Regions from separate parts of the Hordeum vulgare genome. Here region 2 is linked to region 1. A link is a contact called in public Hi-C data. All regions are on one chromosome and are shown on one strand. The core of a region is the stretch at or near the end of the contact, and the rest is flanking DNA. Distances in the headings are between cores, read along the strand shown.

Region 1 (4,583 bases), core at 803-3,302:
GCTAAAGGTTGGAAATGAAGATTTAAGATCGAATTATTTGTCGTTTTTCAGACACTTTTGTAGTAATTCTAGCGTAGGAGGTGTGAAGTTGTGTTCGACCCCGACCCCATTTATTAGTAACCACCACTACAGTTCCCAAATTAGAATCATTTTCAGAAGTGCTTCTTTTCTTTGCAGAAAGTCTGAAGTTACGGGTGGCTTACCGAGTCGAGCAAGATGTTAGAGGCCTTGAAGTCGCGGTAGATCACCGGCGGGTCGGCATCGTGGAGAAAGGCAAGGCCCTTGGCCGCGCCGACAGCAATCTTCATCCTTGTCATCCACGGGAGAGAGCCATTTGTGCCTGAAGGAAATAGGATGTTTCAGGTCAGTTTCCTCCTCCACGTTGACCAAGAGCAGTAGTAACTTGCAAGCACCAGGAAGTTGGTAGAATAAATATTTTTTTTAATCTAAAATATCTAGTATCCCTTTTTAGTAAATATCCAATATCTACATTCATCTGATTTTTAAAAAGAGAAAGCGTGTGTTGCTCTTTTGGAAGGCAGATAGCAGCTCATCTGTCCTCTTGACTTGGAGAAAAGAAACTTCAGGGGAGAAGAACAGCTCATCGCTAACGGACCAGATGGCACTCAGTACGTGCCCAGGTTTCCAAATTAACACATTTCTTTATCTTGCTGGTCTCCAAGAACCACCAAACGTAGTAATCCTTAGAATGATCAATCGACAGCAAAAAGCAGTGAAGAACTCACTTTTGAAGAGGTGCGTCTCGAGGCTTCCGGCGTTCATGAACTCGTACACCAGCATCCGGTGTTCGTCCTCGTAGCAGTACCCGATCAACTTCACCAGGTTCTTGTGCCTCAATTGACCAAGAAAGAAAACCTCAGCCTGTAACAACAACCGACATAATAAGCCAGATGTTCAGCGATCAGACTCCGAATTGATCAGGCCAGCATCTGATCGTGCCGGCGCGTGCATTGGACTCTGTTTGGCACTCACCAGCCACTCCTTGTGGCCCTGCGTGCCGCAGTCCAGGTCGAGGTACTTGACGGCGACGGCCTGCGCGGCCAGCCCGGGGCGGAGGTTTTCGTCGACGGCGCCCTTGTAGACCGGGCCGAAGCCACCGCAGCCGAGGTAGTTGGCGCGGGAGAAGCTCCCCGTGGCGGTCCGGAGCTCGGCGTAGGTGAAGGCGTGCAGGTTGGAGCCGGAGAGCGTGATGGACAGGTCCTCCGGCGACAGCGTCCCCGACGAGCTGAGGCTCTTGAAGGACATCCTCGACGACGACCTCGGGCAGCGTTTCACGCTCCGGCCGGTACGCCGTCGCGAGGTGCGGTCGTCGTAGTCGTTGTCCGCCACTCTGCTGCCGCCGACGCAGCAGGGGAAGGGGTTCCAGGATTTGGCAGCCATGGCAAGAAGCGACAAGTTCCGGATATATATCAATACCGAAGGATCAAGAGAGGTTCCCTCCTCCTCCCAGGAGCTGTGAATGCAGGGTGAGGGAGAGGGTGAGCAGGACTGGAGAGAAGGCGGAGACCGGCTTTGGGTGGATGCTATGGTGGAGCGGCTAGCCGGGCCTTTATATAAGTGTGGAGTGTGGGCGGCTGCCTGTGCCACACGGATGGGCTCGTTGTCCGCGGCTCGACACTCTGCGGTAGGACAAAACAGCCGATGATGTGATGGATGGCGAAACAGGGGAAGGGAATGGTGGTGGTTGGTGGCGCGAGCGGCCCTCCAACCAGAGTTTCTACAGGCGTAGGTTGCTTATGTTTCATGGAGTTGACTCAAGCCTACCTTGTGGGAACGAACATGGGTGGATGCATGGCATGTCACACCGCGGTTTCATATACCAGATCGAACCGCGGCTTCGCGTTTTTATGGTGAAAAGCTGTCCGGGGCTGGACCATCGGACGTAGGCTAGGATGATTAAACTGACCATTCAACTTCCTCCTAGGTTAAGAGGGTGCTTGTATATGTTTTAGTATCATGACTAAAAGTAATGAGACTAAGAGGGTGCTTGGATACGTTTTAGTTCCATCACTAAAAGTAATGAGACTAAAACTTGCTAGTCTCACCCATGCTTGGATCCAAGTACTAAAGAGACTACAATCAAGTTAATGAGCATTTATTATCCTTCAAACACTCCAATCCAGAACTTGCATGAGGAGTTAAATGAGGAGAGAGAGAACTAATGCACATTTTAGTAGGGGTATCCCTGACTAAAAGATTTTAGCCTCAAGACTAGTTTTAACCTCTCTTTAGTCAGGGGTGTTTGGAACTTTAGCCTATTAAAGAGACTAGTTTTAGTCTCTTGGATCCAAGCACCCTCTAAAACTTGCTAGCCTCATTCATGCTTGGATTCAAGTACTAAAAAGACTAAAATCAAGGTAATGAACATTTATTATCCTTCAAACCCTCCAATCCAGAACTTGCCTGGGGAGTTAAATGAGGAGAGAGAGGACTAATATACATTTTAGTAGGGGTACCCCTGACTAAAAGATTTTAGCCTCAAGTCTAGTTTTAGTCTCTCTTTAGTCAGGGGTGCTTGTAACTTTAGCCTCTTAAAGAGACTAGTTTTAGTCCGATTAGTTTTAGTCTCTTGGATCCAAGCACCTTCTCATTTGGTTTAGTAGACGTGGTTTTGTGCTACGGTCGCCGTGGGTTTCATCAGTTATGCTACAGGTGCCTTTTGCAGTTTGCTTTAATTTAATTTGCATGAACGACTATGGTCTAAACGGACATGAAATGAAACTGAGGCTTAATTAGGAATAAAATATGCGCATTTGCAGTAAATTCATTCACCTTGGGAGGTTCGAATTTGGACATGGTGTTGTGCAAGGCTGTTTTGGTAAAAACTTGAGTGGAATGCTGGAGGGATTGGAAGGTTAACAGGCCAAGAAGATGAGAAAGGCCTGGCAATATTTTTCTGCAGATCTTTCTGATAAACACCGGCGTTGTCACTACCTGTATCTTTAAAATTAGGCGAAATTCAAGGTACCACACAGGTTTTACAGGGTCAAAACTCTCGTATTTGTTACTCCGTTTTTACCGAGTAAACAATATAGATGTTCACACATTGGTCCAACGAAAGAAAAATAATTTCGCTTACTTTTTTTTTTTGCATTCAAACTCGAGAGATTTACTCAACAAAAGTGCTCCTGGCATCATCAGCCAACAGACTGGTGAACAGGAAGGATGGTCTATCATCAGTTTAACTTTAGCATCATCAGCCAACAGACTGGTGAACAGGAAGGATGGTCTATCATCAGTTTAACTTTCGGTGACCGTCAATGTGCCAGCATGCTTTGCACAAAGATGAGTCTCCACATTGGCTGACCTCATTACATGTTGATTTGTAAAGAATGTTTGTTTATGCCAATTGTGAGCGGGAGGAGGCCACATAAGGACCTACCACATCAAATCCGACAGGAAATAGGATCCAAAGTAGCCAAATGATTGAAAAAACCGACCACATCAAATCCGACAGGAAATAGGATCCAAAGTAGCCAAATGATTGAAAAAACCGACCACATCAAATCCGACAGGAAATAGGATCCAAAGTAGCCAAATGATTGAAAAAGAGCATTTATTATCAATCCAACCCTGTCATCCAAACACCTATTTGGTTAGAGTTAATTCAGTGTTAGTTTAGGGTTAGAATCTAACTCTAACCTCTAACCGACTTAGAGTATCCAAACAGGGTCATTCAAGTATAATTGGGTTTGCTTCGGCTATTAAAGTCGGCCAGCCTCGGACGAAAACGCTACACTCCTCTAAAAGCCGATGCACACCAAAAACACATCCATCGTGATGGCAAGTCGTCTATTGCCTTCCCTCAAAAAAAAGTCGTCTATTGCCTACAAGTGGCGACCATCGCATGACTCTGGATCAGCGAGAGCCTTGGATCGAGTTAGCATCATCACCCACGGTCTTTAGGCTCCTCGTCATCAATGGCTCCAAAGAACATCAAGTAGAAGCCGATCTCCTTGGACAACGAGGAGCAGAAGTCACCCCTCCTCGCCGACGCAGCCGATACGGACGACGAATTTGTGCTGCACATGAAAATGGCGCTGCAGAGTCATGGGCCACAGTCTAGCACCACCGTCTCCACGTGTCAACCATGGAGTCCGAATCAGATGTCGTGTGAAGGAGGAGTGTCGGTGTACTAAAGAACATGTCCTTTAGCACCCTGACTTGTGCACAAACAACGTCAGCCTCTTTACCGACAAGCCCTGCCGAAAGACTACTACACTCAAGACACTAGCAAGCCCTAAGCTGCTTGCCGATAAAGTAAAGACACCGGAAAGCTCCAAGCTACTTGTCAGCAAGATGAAGGCCCGGTAAGCTCCCTATCGGCAAGCTCCCACTACCGAACCACCGCTCCACCTCATCAGGCTGATTCTCACTTGTCGGTGAGGTGTCGAGTGGGCAGGCGGTTAGGTAGAGCTTGTCGGGGTACATGGCGGCTCCGGAGGATTAATCCACATTTATTGACACCCGTCCTAATGGCGTGACAGAATAACAAAAGGTAGTTGGGCGAGCGGCACAGAAGGAGGGGCCGTTCTTGCCGGGAGACGACACCAACACGATAC
Region 2 (4,386 bases), core at 592-3,091, 420 kb before region 1:
CTTCAACCAGCTCCATTCTGGGAATAGATGTGCCTGACCTTTTTAGACGGAGAGCACAGTGCATCATGTAGACAGTAGTAGGAGAAATTGCTGTGCACACGAATATCCTATCTACACCAGCAAGGTTCAGATTCTCTACTACCTGTATCAAAAATGAACTGGTTACTAATTAAGCTCAACAGATTATCTATATGTATCCTACACGCCAACTTATATATAAAGATACGCACCTCTCCTTTGAAATGATCAAGCAGCATTTCCTTCAAATGCTTCAGCCCTTCAACACTCTCAAAGTGCTCCCCAATGAAAGCAAAGAAAGGCTTTGTCCCAAGTTTAGGTGCCAACTTCTTATCATATGCATAGGATTCTATGGATTTGTAGTTCTCAACTCCTACTTCAACAAGGTCATATATGTGGTGATCATAAGTCCTTCCCAAAACAAGATTGTTGGGCCTCTTCTTTGAATGCGAACCATACTGCAGACACGTAAGTAGTTACAGTTAAAAATAATGGAGAATAATATTCTCTACATTTAGCATGCAAAGGGAAATGATAAAATCATTATAACAGACATGGAAACAGGTTCCATACTGGTGTTCAGAAAGTCACTATCTAGCTCATTATTAATGAGATTTAATTGAGAGAATCATCGATTTGATATTTATTTTCTCAAATGAATAACAATTCCTCATTCCCATGAACTACATAACAAAACAAATCAAGGCAGCATAATACAACTTACCACTAAAAGGCTGCAGTCAGATTTAAGGGAGAAGAACTCCAGGGAAGTTTCACCCCCGCTCTCAAATGGCCTGATGCTGTCGTTCTTCTTGGTGAACTTGACAGCATGATCACGCTTCAGGTGAAAAAAATCTGCCAGCACAGAGTTCAAAACTGCGCTGGTCTTTGTACCATGGAGAATAAGCATCTTCTTGCCATTCTCAACCTGGATCAAGCAGTAGAACATGTGGTTAAGCAACTAAATTAAGATTTGCATGTGGTTATCTGTACAGAGCATAGAATATGTGCCAGAAAATATGGCCACTCCTTTTGTGTGTAACTCGGTTCCAATACAAGAATACAGTGTTGCAGCACACTACTCCCCGCAACTAATTTGGGAAATTGCTGGAAGATGCCAGTCTACGCTCGGCCGCAATCACAAAGACAATAACATACATACTACATTAAGAAAAACTACCATATAATTCGTTGTATCTATATACATTACAACAATTATTTACGCTGCATGGTTCCATATCTGTAACAATTAAACGAGGATAGTGTTCTTCTCGCAATGTAACTCGAGGCACGTTTGCAACAGCTGCAGAAAGGATGGAAGGGGAGAGAAGCTTACGAGCTTGGGCGCGTGCTTGAGGAGCTCGCGCTTGGCGCGCATGGTCTTGGGAACCCTGATCGGACCCATCTTGCTCATCCTCCTCCGATACAACACAAAGCCGCCCGGGAAACGGGTTGAGTCCTCTGTCTAGGCTTGGAAAGCACCTATTCGTCGCTGCAAAAACAAAAATTATAGGTCAGTGCGAAGAGAGGTGACAGGAGAAGGGCGGAACACACGACCAGCACAAAACTCAGCTGCGCCCAGCAGCATCCCCGGCGAATCCGTACGCCGCGGCCGGACGCGCGTCCTGACGCTGGCGCCGCGCGACTCACGAGATGGGAGAGAAGGGAGAGGAGAGAGGCTGGGGGAAGGGAGGGAGGGAGGTGGGAGGCTGACCTCTGCCGCCGCCGGGTGCCCTCGTTCGACCGCCGCCGCCGGGTGTGAGAGGCGAAGGGAGAGAGCGCTAGGGCTTTCGTTCGTGTGAGGTGGGAGAACCAGGGTTTTCACGGGTGGTGGTTTAGGGGAGGGGCTGTCTTGCGCAGCAGGCCATCGGGCCGCTTCGTGGTCTCTCTAGGATCTATCTGGGCCGCGGCAAAGATGCCCTTTATCTATCTTGGGCCGTAAATTGCTGGCTCAAGGCAGACTATGCGCTAAATCTCACTAACAGCGTGATTGGGCCGATTACCCTCAAACTCCATCCATTTTCACAAGGCCTGACTTCTAAATCTCTCGTGACCATCGCATGCAGAAGCCCTAGCGCTTGCAGCAGATCTCAATCTGTAGAGGATGGTTATTGCACGATTTTGGACATTAATAATGGGAGCATGGGAAATAACGGATTAATTTTGTTTTTGAAGGACGTGCAGCCAATATGGAGGCACACCATTTAGCTAAGTTTTTCCTTCTTAGAGGGCCGGGGCGCCACACCTGGTTGGGGCAGCCCCATGACCCAAATTGTATGCCACATTATGTGGTTTATGATGAATAAAGTTGTTTTACCCCCTAAAAAACGAGCATATTTTCCAGTCGCCGCAATAGACACACAATTTCATCATGAAGTATCTGTGCGAGTTGAAGGAATGTAAACCATGACATCACAGGGGGCACAGGTGTCGCGTCAAGTGCAATAAGGTTGGGTTCCTCCTCCCCAAGGTACTGTGAAGATCTGGTTTGATGGTGCGTAGCACGAAATCGGGTCGAAGGTTCCTTCAGTGCAGTTTGCAGAGACTCTGCAGGCGTGTTCTTGGGTGCTTTAGCTATCCGGTGTAAGGGTATTATTGATCTAGCCACCCTGGAAGCACTTGCGTGTCGTGAAGCACTTGCGATCGTTACGGACCTTTGGGGTATTGCATGTGATAGTGGCATCGGACTGCTAGGGTATTGTGCTTGACATAAAAAAACAACACTGGAGGCGTATACACGACCGTTATTATAGAGATATTGGAGACATCCAAAAATTTCCAACAATGCTCCTTCATCATTGAAGGAAGAGAGTGTAATGTCGAGGCACATAGACTTGCCAAACATGATTTTGGTCTAGATTACACGCGTCATGTGTGACTCAGAAATCCGTCAGGCCTACATTGTATCACCAGTATAAAACGGGGCTATAGTCCCGGTTCGTAAGGGCCTATAGTCTCGGTTCTCTAACCGGGACTATTAACTTGGGACTAAAGACCCCCCACCTTTAGTCCCTGTTTGCCACGAATCAGGACTAATACCCTTCCACGTGGCTGGCAGCGTGCGAGGCGTGGTCAGGACCTTTAGTCCCGGTTGGTGTTACCAACCGAGACTAGAGACTTTGTTGATTTGGGGGTTTGAGATTTTGAGGTTTATTGTTTATTTTTGCTTTTCATTTTCTGTTTTTCATTTAATTCTTTTTCATTTAGAACATATCTTACGCTACATACTACATATTGTACATGTTATGCGTATATAAAAATAGAATTTCTCGTACAACTGATCATATATATATCATCGAATTTCTCGCACGGGCATTCACACATACATATATATATATATATATATATATATATATATATATATATATATATATATATATATATATATATATATAATTTTCCCTACAATTAGCATTTCATTACATGGAGGCATTACAACTTGTAATGTTATTCTACTTTGGGATTTATGACCTGGTCGAACAAAAATTCCGCTATTTCCTCTTGAATATTGCTTGTACACGATCCGTTGGTAGGAACCGATCCCGCATGCCTTTCATCTTTATTAGAAAAGAAGATCGATATGAACATATTAATTGTGTGCGTATATATTAGATCATGATAAAAAGAATTGTAAATGATAAAAATGATTGGATTGTGATTTCTTATATACGAGGAACCTTTAGTCCCTGGCTAGGAACATGATTCAGAATCATAACGGATTCTCTTAACCTTCAAGGGATTTAACTAAATGGCGACATTCTCGATGTACAGAAAATGGTCCATATTTTTCATGATCTCATCTACCCTTCTATATGTCACGTTGTCTACTGTCAAAGGATTCAAGAAAATCATGACTTCATCATTAGCCGGAAGTAATAGGCGCATGATGCTATGAAGGTCTCCAAAATTATGTTGGAACGGAGTCCCGAATAGAATAATTGACTTTTTGGTACGATGTTCAACAAGAGTCATCCGAATATCGCTTTTTGCAAGGACTTTGCTGAACTTCTTACCAAAAAGCGAATTATCCTATCAGGAACTCCGTTCCAAAAAACTTTCGAGAGCTTCATGGCATCATGCGCCTATTAGTACCAGCTAATGATGAAGCCATGGATTTCTTCAATACTTTGACAGACAACGTGATATATAGAAGCTAGCTAGCTAGGGTATGTAGATGATATCAGAAAAAAAAATTGGATCAACTTGTACACATGCATAATGGAGGCATTTTTGATAAATTCATTATTAAATGACTAAGAGAATCTATTGTCTACATATATATATACTAATTAATTGTAAATACATAACAAACTTTTGCAAATGTTAAAATTCATCAACATTTTTCTATACATTGTATTCATACATACC

What was found. Hi-C and Micro-C count contacts between places; a contact is called where the count stands out from the background.
Region 2: a contact with region 1 is called in a Hi-C map of seedling, with 10 times the contacts expected there. The contact joins the promoter of LOC123397089 here to the promoter of LOC123398635 in region 1. A contact is called at or near these places in 1 of 6 Hi-C or Micro-C datasets (seedling) and 1 of 1 datasets of contacts at active chromatin or transcription factors (embryo).

The regions. Positions count from the first base shown.
Region 1 is chr5H:430,155,665-430,160,247 of MorexV3_pseudomolecules_assembly, reverse strand. LOC123398635 (serine/threonine-protein kinase RIPK-like) reads right to left here and starts at 2,052. Exons shown (of 4, transcript XM_045093086.1): 1 at 994-2,052; 2 at 747-882; 3 at 204-340. The coding sequence starts at 1,401. It overlaps LOC123398636 (a long non-coding RNA gene), which reads left to right and starts at 271. Exons shown (of 3, transcript XR_006610224.1): 1 at 271-363; 2 at 543-629; 3 at 725-817.
Region 2 is chr5H:430,579,796-430,584,181 of MorexV3_pseudomolecules_assembly, reverse strand. LOC123397089 (ribosome production factor 2 homolog) reads right to left here and starts at 1,841. Exons shown (of 7, transcript XM_045091773.1): 1 at 1,733-1,841; 2 at 1,355-1,510; 3 at 743-946; 4 at 231-476; 5 at 1-142. The coding sequence starts at 1,432.